Regions from separate parts of the Mus musculus genome. Here regions 1 and 3 are each linked to region 2. The links are chromatin contacts, called in public ChIA-PET and HiChIP or PLAC-seq maps. All regions are on one chromosome and are shown on one strand. Each heading gives the region's core, a stretch centred on a gene start, on an enhancer-like site or on the middle of the called end of the contact. The rest is flanking DNA. Distances are from core to core; before and after follow the strand shown. Region 1 holds the start of Scn2b (sodium channel, voltage-gated, type II, beta). Region 2 holds the start of Sidt2 (SID1 transmembrane family, member 2). Region 3 holds the start of Jaml (junction adhesion molecule like).

Region 1 (3,409 bases), core at 615-3,114, 840 kb after region 2:
CTCTCATGCTAGTCACATGACCTGATTGGAGGAGTTACTGAACCTCACCGTGCCTTTGTTTCCACCCTAGAACATGAATAGATTCACAGTATCTACTACAAGTAACTGCTGTGCGTGAGGGCTTAGCAAAATATGCCATGCCAGGGTTCACGGGAAGCATGTTGGCCCCTGCTGTGTGTTAGGTCACAAGCTCACCAAGCAAGAGACAGTCTCCAGTCTCCCATGGGAGCAGTGATGCTGAAGTGGCGCTCGGGGTAGGTAGGGTCTCGCCCATGGTTATAGAGTAAAACACAAAGCTAGTTTTAAACTTGGGTCCAGTTCCGAAAGACGAAAGATGTTAGATCTTTATCTTGCAGGTTACCAGGATTGCTTCATGTCTCTGTTATCCCTGTGGGCCCTATACCCAGCATGAGAGGGAGGGGGGATATACCACCCAGCACAGTGAGAAAGGACACAGAAGGTGGGACAGAGAGACAGAGACCAGCATAGAGACAGAAAGAGAGACAACAGAGAGACAGACAGATTGAGAGAGCTTATAGTGGGACCTAATCTCACCTAAGATCCTTAAACTTGACCCTCAGGCACTACAGAGAGAATTTTAAGAGTGAGAGTAAAACTGTCCACAAGGCAGGTTTAGAGCCCAGCATGGTGGCACTTGTCTGTAATCCCATCACCCAGGAAGAGAAAGAGACAGGAGAATCACTGAAAGTTCGAGATCAGCCAAGACTACAAAGTGAGACCTTATGGGTTGTGGGGTGGGGTAGAGTCGGGAAGCAGGCCTACAAATAGCCTCCTAACATACCTGCCTAGTACGAGGTCTCTAGGTGTTCAGCTATGAAATTGGCTTTGGGACCTTACGACAGGGTGGTCTGCAAGGTTGGGCTGGACCACGGAGACTGGTTTTAAAGGAACTCTCCCTAGGTTCCACTTACAGTTTGCTCCTTTTCCCAGGATCCTGGGCACCTGACCTCATCCATTCCATCTGGTTCACACCAGGGGTGCCTGCCTCGGTAGCAGCTACTCTGGTGCCTCTCCTGCCAACCCGGAGCTGGTCCTTAAGCCTGATACCCACCTCCTCCCACACGCATCCCAACAAATTGGTGGGATAGGCTCAACTCTCTGCCCCCAACTCTCGAGAACGCGATCTCCTTTAAATCCACCAGATCCCAGGGAACGGGCTCACAAATGAGACTTTTAAAGAAGCCAGCAACTCCTATGAGATCTCTTGGGAAGTAACTGAAAATGAAAACATGATGATGATGGTGGTGGTGGTGGTGGTGGTGGTGGTGGTGGTGGTGGTGGTGGTGGTGAAGAGAAAAATCCCTGAAGAGACCGCAGAGCAGCCTAGCTCTGCCCCACCCCCACATGGGTCCACTTCAGGGAAATCTACAGGATGAACCACCTCTTGATAAATTTGACCATTTTCATCCCCGAGCAACACTCACCCTCTAGTCAACATTTCTGGGAAGGAGAAGCCCAGCATCCGGCAGTCCCAGCTGTCCCAGATCCCCAGCACGCCCCTTCCCAAGGACACAGAGGGAAGCGGCTCACACTCCTTCCCTCTTGCCCCCTCCCCCGCCCCCTCCTCTTTCCGCTGCAGCTGCACTTCTGACCCTTAGGAGCATGCAGATGTGGTTCTAACTTACCCAAAGAGAAAAACAGACTGAGCCCCGTGAGACTGAAGGCAGGGCGAGGTAGCCAGGCATCCCTGTGCATTTTCAGAGACTGTGACGTTAGGCGGGTGGGCTGTGGGAAAGGGTGATTGAGGGACCAAGGACCACAAGGTAGGAATGGTTAAATGCTAAAAAAGAAAATGCACGGATGTACTTCAAAGACATATGCAACATTGAGGAAGCTTTATTTCCATCTCTCTAATATGGCCGACTTGTATGTGGCTGCTAAAAAGAGAGGGGGGTGGTGTATAAGGGAAAGGAAGAAAAAAAAGGGGATGGAGTAAATATTGTGGTTGGTGGATTTCAGAAAGCAGGTGGGAGGGCATAAAAAAGATATTCCTGGAAGAAATTAAGTTGCCAGAAAATTTAGCCTCTAAACTCAGAGCTCAATCAAATTTTGCCTTCCTACTGCATTTGAAATGATTTTTAGACTTTGAAAATTGTTAGAGAATTCTAGGTGAGGTGGCACGTGCCTGCAATCCTAGCACTAGGGAAACAGAGACAGGACTGCCTTGAACTCATAGCAGTCCAAAGCTAGCCTAGGCTCCAAAGCAAGACCCTTGCAAGAGAGGGGAGGAAGGAGGGGAGAGAAGGAGAGAGGGAGGGAAGGAGGGAGAGAAAGAAAAAAGGAAAAAGAGAAAGACTGTTAGAGCCATCTGTTTTTATCAAAGGGCTGTAAGGAAGTCCTTTTTATCATATGAATACGCCCCAAAGGCCTGTGAGTTGATTCCCTGGGGAAAGTGCTTGTGGCCACTGCCAAGCATGATGACCTGAGTTTGATCCCCGGGAACACACCTGGTCACCCAGCAGAAGGAGAGAACTGATCCCTGCAAGTTATGGTCTAACCTCAACACATTAGTGGCACCTGTATACTCATGCTACATGCTCTCTCTCTGTCTCTCTGTTTGTCTGTCTGTCTCTCTCTGTCTCTCCCCAACACACACACACACACACACACACACACACACGGGGAGGGGCAAGAGAATAGATAGATCATACATACGTACGTACGTACATACGTACGTACATAGATGTAAACACCCAGGAAAGAGTTGCCTTTTGTTGTTTGGGTTCAGCGAAGTGGGCAGGAGGCTCTTGGAAAGTAATGACTTCCTCATTGCTCTAGCATTTCCGCAGAATACAGAACTTGTCAGAGAAGGCTGATGCACAAATGCCTAAGAGACTTTTACAAGAGAATAGAGCATGGACCTCTGAGGGACCCGGATTCAAACAAATCAACAAGGAAAGGAACAGGTTTTGAGACAAGGGGAGCAGGGAGCGAATGTAAACTGGACGTTGATTATGTCAACAAATAACGTCTAATGCTGCCGGGTATCATAAAGATAGTGTCTGTGTTTTTAACACCCGTGGGTAATGTAGCTGATGGTCCCAGATGATTGGTGGTGCCTGGGGCACACTTCCCTTGGCTTTGGTGTATGTTTGAAACTTGTTATTTCGAAGGAGGGGAGAATACAGGTTGTCACAAGTAGAAGTTAGGAGAGAAGTGGCCCTAAGCAAAGAGGAGAACAGAGCCAAGCGTATCACAGGTCCTTAAACAGCAATCATTTATTTAGCTGTGCACATTTATCTGTCCACAGTGAGGAATCACAATTTGATCTTAACGTTAGGTCCAATGTACAGGTGATAGATCAGAGCCAGGATTCAAACCCAGCTCTTTGGAAGAGGCTGACCTCCCCCCAACCCCACTCCCCTTATTCCACATGGCTGTGACTGAG
Region 2 (3,414 bases), core at 654-3,153:
CTCTGACAGCTTGAGCTTGGTGAGCATGGCTTGGCAGGCCTTGCCCTTCTCCCCCATTTGTCTTTCTAAAAAGACATTATACATTCCTAAAGCTAGCCCCCAAGGTCTGTTCCTTAATTTAGCCAATCCTTTCACCTGAGGTTGATTACCAAGGTCCAGCTATCAAAGTGTTGAAGTCCAGCAATCAAAAGCTCCCTTTGGCTCGCCTAATTAACATGCCCAATTAAAATTAAACGCCTCATCCTAACATGGAGTTTCCCATTTTACCTTTATAAACCATCATTTCCCTATGGGCCACATTTGTCTCCTCTCTAGCCAGAGGCAGTCCTTTGTCCTCAAATACCCCTTCCCCTTCTCCCTCATCCACTGTCTCCTGTCTTTGTCTCATATTCCATGCCTTCTGTGGCAAATCAATCTTCCTTTGTGCTGAGAACTTGGTTTGGGGCTCCCTGAACCGATACTTTTCCTAACAGGATGGAACCCAAGTGTGTGTGTGTGTGTATGTGTGTGTCTGTGTGTCTGTGTGTGTGTCTGTGTTCTTTGTAATGACCTTTAATTACATATTGTGTATATGTGTATGTTTCAGAGGTGCTACAGCATGCATGTGGAGGGCGGATGACAACTTGCAGAGTCAGGTTTTTCCCCTCTTCCACCTTTTGGGTCCCAGAGATGGTCATCAGGCATCTTGGCAAGCACCCGCACCCACTGAGACACTTCATCCACCCTTGTACATGTGTGTGTGTGTGTGTGTGTGTGTGTGTATATATATATATATAATTTATTATTGTTCATGTGTCTGTGTGTGAAGTGCGCAAGCACATGTTGCCAGGTGTCTGTGGAAGTCAGAGAACAAATTTGTGGAGTTAGTTCTCTCCTCCCTGGTGTAGAGCTCAGGCCGGGCTTTCCATGGCAAGTGCCTCTTCCTGATAAGCCATCTCAGCTCGGTTCTTGTGCATATTTTCCTATTTATGTCTGAAGTTTGGATTATATACCACTTATATAATGTTATTCTTGAATTCCCTCCTTAGATGTCCCTTTGATGGTATTAAGAATCTATCTGCTTAACTTCATAGTAGTATCTCTGACCACCTCTTCCTTCACTGTGAACAAGCAGTTTCCTTTGAGCTTTCTCAAGATCACAGGGATGCAAATTGCTGTCCCCATATTTTATTTGTATTTCTTATTCGTAGGACACAGTCCCTGGAGTGGAATGACTGGGTTGAAGGGTATAGAGCTCTTTTAAGCCTAAGCCAAAACAGTTCCTCAGAAAGGTTTTTGCCAGTTGACAACGAAAGGTCAGAATCTTTCCGTGGGCTTTGTTCAAACAAACAAAGCAGTTTCTGCAGAGTAGGGACAGAGCTCACAGGTTGGAAGGCATCCTGGTTATGGTGCCCTGGTTCTGGTTATCCCCTCTACTGTGAGAGGGGAGCGGCCGCTGAGCTGCTCTCAGTGGGCAGGCGCTTTTATGAGCCAATGAGGGAAAAAGAATGATGCTGGGGTAATGATTTTGGAGCACAATTCCTGTCTTGAGCAAAGAAATCATCTGTCAGCAAGACCCTGCACTTACTGGGCTCTGTGAATCTTGCCAGCAATGCCAACACCCAGCAGTAGAGGTGGGAGGAGGATCAGGCGTTCAAGACTCTCCAAACTTACACGACCAGTTCCAGACCAGCCTGAGTTATGTGAGCCGTCTCAAAAAGCCAAAAAAACGCGGACCACAAAAGCAAGAATCCAATACTTAGTGATCCTTCGTGAAAAACCCAACTCCAGACGCTCACAGGACAGCGAAGGAAGGAGGCGGCGACGGCTGCGTGGGAAGTAGAGGCAGCCTGGCCCTTTAAATCCGCGTCGGTTTCCCATGACGTAAGCGGGCGGGCACAGCCCGCTGTTTACCGCGGCGCAGCTCCTGGTAGCTCCGAGTTCTGCGCCGCGTCCGCCGCCCTTAAAGGGCCCGCGTCCGGGAAGCCTTCGGGCCAGGGCCACCGCCGCCTCGGCTCTCCGGGCGCGAGCGGACGCCGGGTCTCCAGCCGGGCTGGGCCGGGCTGGGCCGGGCTGGGGTAGCGGGTCGCGGTGCCGCCCTCGCGAGCCGGGATCCGCGCGAGGCCCAGGAGCGGCTCCAGGGAGGGGACGCGTCCTATCTGAGGCCGGGGTTAAAGTTCTGGTCCCGGTGAGATGCTGGAAGCTGCTGCGGCAGCCGCAACGCGCCCGGTCGCCGTCCCGTCGCCAATCCCCGCCGTCCCGGGCCATGATCGCCTGGCGTCTGCCCTTGTGCGTGCTCTTGGTGGCCTCCGTCGAGAGCCACCTGGGGGCCCTGGGGCCCAAGAACGTCTCGCAGAAAGACGCGGAGTTTGAGCGCACCTACGCGGACGACGTCAACAGCGAGCTGGTCAACATCTACACCTTCAACCACACCGTGACCCGCAACCGGGTGAGCGCGGGACTCCACGGGCGGCCGAGCGGGTGGGCGCCCGGCCTGGACTTGATGCTGCCCCTTTCCTCTCCGCCAGCCTTTGAGCCGCCCTCCCCCTGCCAAGACCTGGTTTCCACCAGCATTCCCGGGCAGCTCCAGCGGGGCAGCTTGGGAAGTTCCCTGCCACCAGCTGTGATCAGGACCGGTCTGGTCTGCTCTGTGACCTGGCTCTCAATCTAGCTCTCAGTCTGTGAGGTCGGGGTGAGGGGAAAACAGGCTCCCAGCCTTGCGTGGCTCAGACAACTCCAGATGGGGCCAACTTAGAATTGAAAGAGCTCGGTCACAGGGAGGTGAAGGAGACAGACCTCCTTGCCTCAGAAAGCCAGCTGGCCTTGTAAGTTGAAGGTGACAAGATAAGGCCCTCGAAGGCTGAGTGGCAAGAGAAAAGGGAGTTTGTTTCTAAGACAGAACTATCTCCGACTTCTTACTCATTTCTTCCCAGTAGTGAAAGTAGAAAGAAGGCTGGCAGAGCTGGGCCCAGGCAGAGCACAGCCTGGGAGATTCTTGCTGCCTGGCTGTGTGGCCTGCCTAGCTCTCTTGCTCATTCTCCAAGGCCCGATCTGGATTGACTCGGAAGCACTGGAGTTGAGGAGGAGGCACCTGAGGCTTTCTTTGGGAGGGAGAGGAGTTTGGTTTCTGGCAGGCCATGATCAACCATCAGGATCCATTTCCTTGAAGTCTGATCTCCCCTTTTGAGTACCATTTCCAGGATCATCCCGGAAGTGGCACCTACCCCTCAGGGAAACGTTACCCCTAGATTTGGTTTCAGCAACCTAGTAACTAGTTGTCTGCAGTTGTGATTTCTTCACTTTTAAACGCCCACTGTCCTGTGTAGCTTTGTCCGCAGCAGAGAGGGTGGGTTATTTCTTTATTTTCTTAGAGAGGGTGAATCAAGGTTCAGATGGAAAGTCACTTCAGAGCTTGGCCCATGGTCAGAACTAGAG
Region 3 (3,286 bases), core at 32-2,531, 880 kb after region 2:
GTCGCCTTGCCTGTTAAGCTATCCTCCCTACCCTGCTCCCTTTCTGGGTACTGACTTAGCTCAGCAGACAACCTTCAGGTGATACCACACAGTCAGTCATTTCCCTTGCTGGCAGAGCATCTGACCCAAGCTCAAGGCTCCTCCACAGTGACTCCTGGCAAAAATCTCCTATCAGTCCTAGGGTGTGTGCAACCACCAGGAACTCTTTCCTACAATTAACAATGAATAGAAACTTTCCCCCTGGGTATAATTATGGCAGTGGAGGGAAGCTTCCGAAAAGAGACTTGTAACAATGAGAATGCCACACAGAATATGAAAATGGCCCTCAGATATGACAATATTGCAAGACAATGGGAGAGCGGGGACTGTCTCCTAGCCATTTGCCCCGGTAATAACCAAGACCATAAAATCAGACAACTGTGTGACATTCTTAAGCACGCCCCTCTCCGCTGCCATGCTAAGTCCCCTGCTCGTTCCTGTGCACTTTTGGGCTCTCAGAAATTTGTAAGTTCACAAGTCCTCATAGCCACCCTGCGTGATACAAACCTCTTGAAATATGCCCTTGACTTTCCCTCTAAGACCAAGTAATACAGATTGGGTGGAGGGGTGCTTCGTGGCTTCTGAAACACAACCTAGGTTACATGTACTCAGATGGGACCTTGGGAACATCCCTCCCTGTTCCCTCCAGCCCAGCATGCATCTAGTCACCATCCGGCCTGCATCTGCCTTTCTGGAGGCTATGTCAGGGTGTGATGAGTAAAGACAATAAATAGTCCGAGTCTCTTGGGAAACTGCCTTGGTGACGTATCCAGATCAGGGAGAAAACAGTGAGGTAGGAGTCCTGCCATGAGCTCAAAAGCAGTCACGATTCTGTCTCAAGCCATCGGCAACAGGAAAGCTAGACCTTCTAAACAACCCCGTCCGTGCTTACCACAAGCAAGGCTTACTTCTTTCTCTGAGAACCTTCACACAAAGTACACTACAGACACTAAAGCTGCACCTACTGGTCTACCTCACAGCAGCCCACCTGCAGAGACCGGGAATTCCATGCACGGCCTCCTCATCCTACAGCAATGCCCATCTCACCACCCTTCCTTTGAATGACAACTGGCCATCTCCTCAGAACAGCTCAAAGAACGGCTCACAGCACACAAAGTCACTGCTTACCCAAGATGACAGTGCCCAGGAAGAACAGTCCACCGCGATCTCCTGCCACAGCATCGCCCACACCAACTGAGAGACTTCTGCCAGCACAGGAGATCAGGCTCAAAGCAACACAGATGTGCATGCCTTCTGTGGTGGCTGCGGAAACAGAAACAGGAACCTCCCAATCAAGGCTCTCCATTCAATCATCTAGGTCACTGCTCAATTTGCATTTATATTTCCATTACTTTTAAATTATGGGTTTTTTTTTCAATTTTACAAATGGTATTCAATGTATTGTGATGGTCATATTCACCCTCATCACCCTCTCTTATTCCCAGTTCATCCCTGCTGATCCTCTTCCCAGCTAGTCCTATGCTTGCTTGTGTGTGTGTGTGTGTGTGTGTGTGTGGTGTCTGTGCATAGAGGGTGCACTGTGCACCTATGTGTGCCTGTGTATATGCATGCATGCATGTATACATGTGTGTGCCTGTGTGTACAGTGTGTGGGCATGCTACTGTGTGGTGTATGTACATGCATGTGCGCTGATGTGTGTATGTGGGGGTGATGCCTGTGTACATGTGTACATCTTTGCCTATGTGTGTGCCTGTGTGTGGTATGTATGTGAGCTTGAGTGTGCCTATGTGCCTGCAGTGTGTGTGTGTGTCCCAGTGTGTGTCTATGTGCATTGTTCATTTGTGTGTGTGTGTGTCCATGTGTGCCTGTGTATGTGCATATATAAGTCTTCTGCAGGTAGCCACAGCTGCTGTGTGGACATGATTACCAGGGCCATGTCCTATCCAGAAGCACGGCATCCCTGTCTTCTGGCTTTGACATTCTGCCTCCTCTTCTGCGATGTCCTGGAACCGTGGAGGGGTTGACACAGTTGTCCTACTTGCAGTATGTATAGTTTTTTTCTAGAAGGAAAGACTTGCAGCTCACTCAGGTGAGCCTCATATCTCAGGTCCCTGCAGATGTCACCTCCCTTCTGGATTACAAACTCTGCAAGCAAGATCTCAAATCAGCCAGGCCTAGTGGTGTATGCTGGACATCTCAGCACCCAGAAGGCTCAGGCAGGAGGAGCCAGCCTGGACTACACTGTGAACCCCTTATATCTAAACAACAACAAAACAACAACAAAAATCTTGACTGGCAAGAGGCATTTGCTGAGAAATCAGCTTTATGTAAATAAAGCACAATTACTTGGAGAATAGAAAACTTGAGGCTGTGTTTCGGACACAGAAGTTTCACTTCTTCTTCTCTTACTGTACAGATGCAGCCTGGCTGATTGATCACCTTTAGCTGCTTCCAGAGATTCCCCTGGCCAGTGCTCCGCCCACCATGTTGCTGTATAGGTTTCCTCCGACTGTGAGGGTTGCCATCATACAGAGAGCAAGCTGTTCTCCTAGCAGACCCTTTGAGTGGCTTGGCCATCTTGGGGAACAACTCAGGCCATCCTGAATGCCAGATCCTTCTCTTTTTCAATCATCCCTTCAGACTAAGCGTTCTTATACATACACATCCATCCCTTGTTCTATGGATTGACCCAGTAGAACAAAGCCTGGGTAATGCTCATCTTTTGAAATTTGTCCTGTCCTGGAAACTGTTGAATGTTTTCTGGCCCCAAGGACTATGCTGCACGGGCCCTGTATAAATATTCCCAGTGCGGTGTATTTCATGCCCACCAGTTTGCCACTGGGTTCACAAAATTTCTAGAAATGCACTCATCAGCTTCTGCTATGTGAGCTGGTTCCAGCACACCACTGGATCTATGCAGGATCTTGCTGGTGGTGCAGCTCAGACAGTTTTCTCAATGCTGAAAACCACAACAATCCCCTGCACAAGGTACTTCTCATTTTAACATAGTTAGACACGAAAAGGGTAGCCACAAGGTGCAAAGAAGTTTATTAACTACAGTGCAGTAAAGCTTCCATGAGTCACAATGTCTGTGCACAAAGCCTTACAGTTCATACTCTCCTGCAAACAAAAAGTCTAATTTAATTTTAAAAGTCAGTGAGAGACAACGGTGTGGAGGCCAACACCGGAGTGGGCACTTCTGGCAGCAAAGTTGTGAGCTGTGCAATTAAATAAGAGCTTTGATCTACTCCATGGATCTTCTTAGAGTCCTTCTTCAGAATGGGGG

What was found. ChIA-PET counts read pairs in DNA pulled down with a chosen protein or histone mark. HiChIP or PLAC-seq counts read pairs in DNA pulled down with a chosen protein or histone mark.
Region 1: a contact with region 2 is called in an H3K4me3 HiChIP or PLAC-seq map of pro-B cells, with 3 times the contacts expected there. The contact joins the promoter of Scn2b here to the promoter of Sidt2 in region 2. A contact is called at or near these places in 3 of 39 promoter capture datasets (hippocampal neurons, liver and pre-B cells) and 2 of 115 datasets of contacts at active chromatin or transcription factors (embryonic forebrain and pro-B cells).
Region 3: an RNA polymerase II ChIA-PET map of memory CD8 T cells shows a contact between it and region 2, with 6 read pairs. The contact joins the promoter of Jaml here to the promoter of Sidt2 in region 2. A contact is called at or near these places in 2 of 39 promoter capture datasets (hippocampal neurons and pre-B cells) and 1 of 115 datasets of contacts at active chromatin or transcription factors (memory CD8 T cells).

Annotation. Positions count from the first base shown.
Region 1 is chr9:45,116,331-45,119,739 of GRCm38.p6, reverse strand. It overlaps Scn2b (sodium channel, voltage-gated, type II, beta), which reads right to left and starts at 1,864. Exons shown (of 4, transcript NM_001014761.2): 1 at 1,647-1,864. The coding sequence starts at 1,716. All of the region lies in intron 1 of Gm10684 (predicted gene 10684), which reads left to right.
Region 2 is chr9:45,953,738-45,957,151 of GRCm38.p6, reverse strand. Sidt2 (SID1 transmembrane family, member 2) reads left to right here and starts at 1,903. Exons shown (of 26, transcript NM_172257.4): 1 at 1,903-2,428. The coding sequence starts at 2,246. It overlaps A830035O19Rik (RIKEN cDNA A830035O19 gene), which reads right to left and starts at 3,166. Exons shown (of 1, transcript NR_152206.1): 1 at 1,154-3,166.
Region 3 is chr9:45,077,178-45,080,463 of GRCm38.p6, reverse strand. Jaml (junction adhesion molecule like) reads right to left here and starts at 1,281. Exons shown (of 11, transcript NM_001005421.4): 1 at 1,168-1,281. It overlaps Mpzl3 (myelin protein zero-like 3), which reads right to left. Exons shown (of 6, transcript NM_001093749.3): 6 at 3,027-3,286.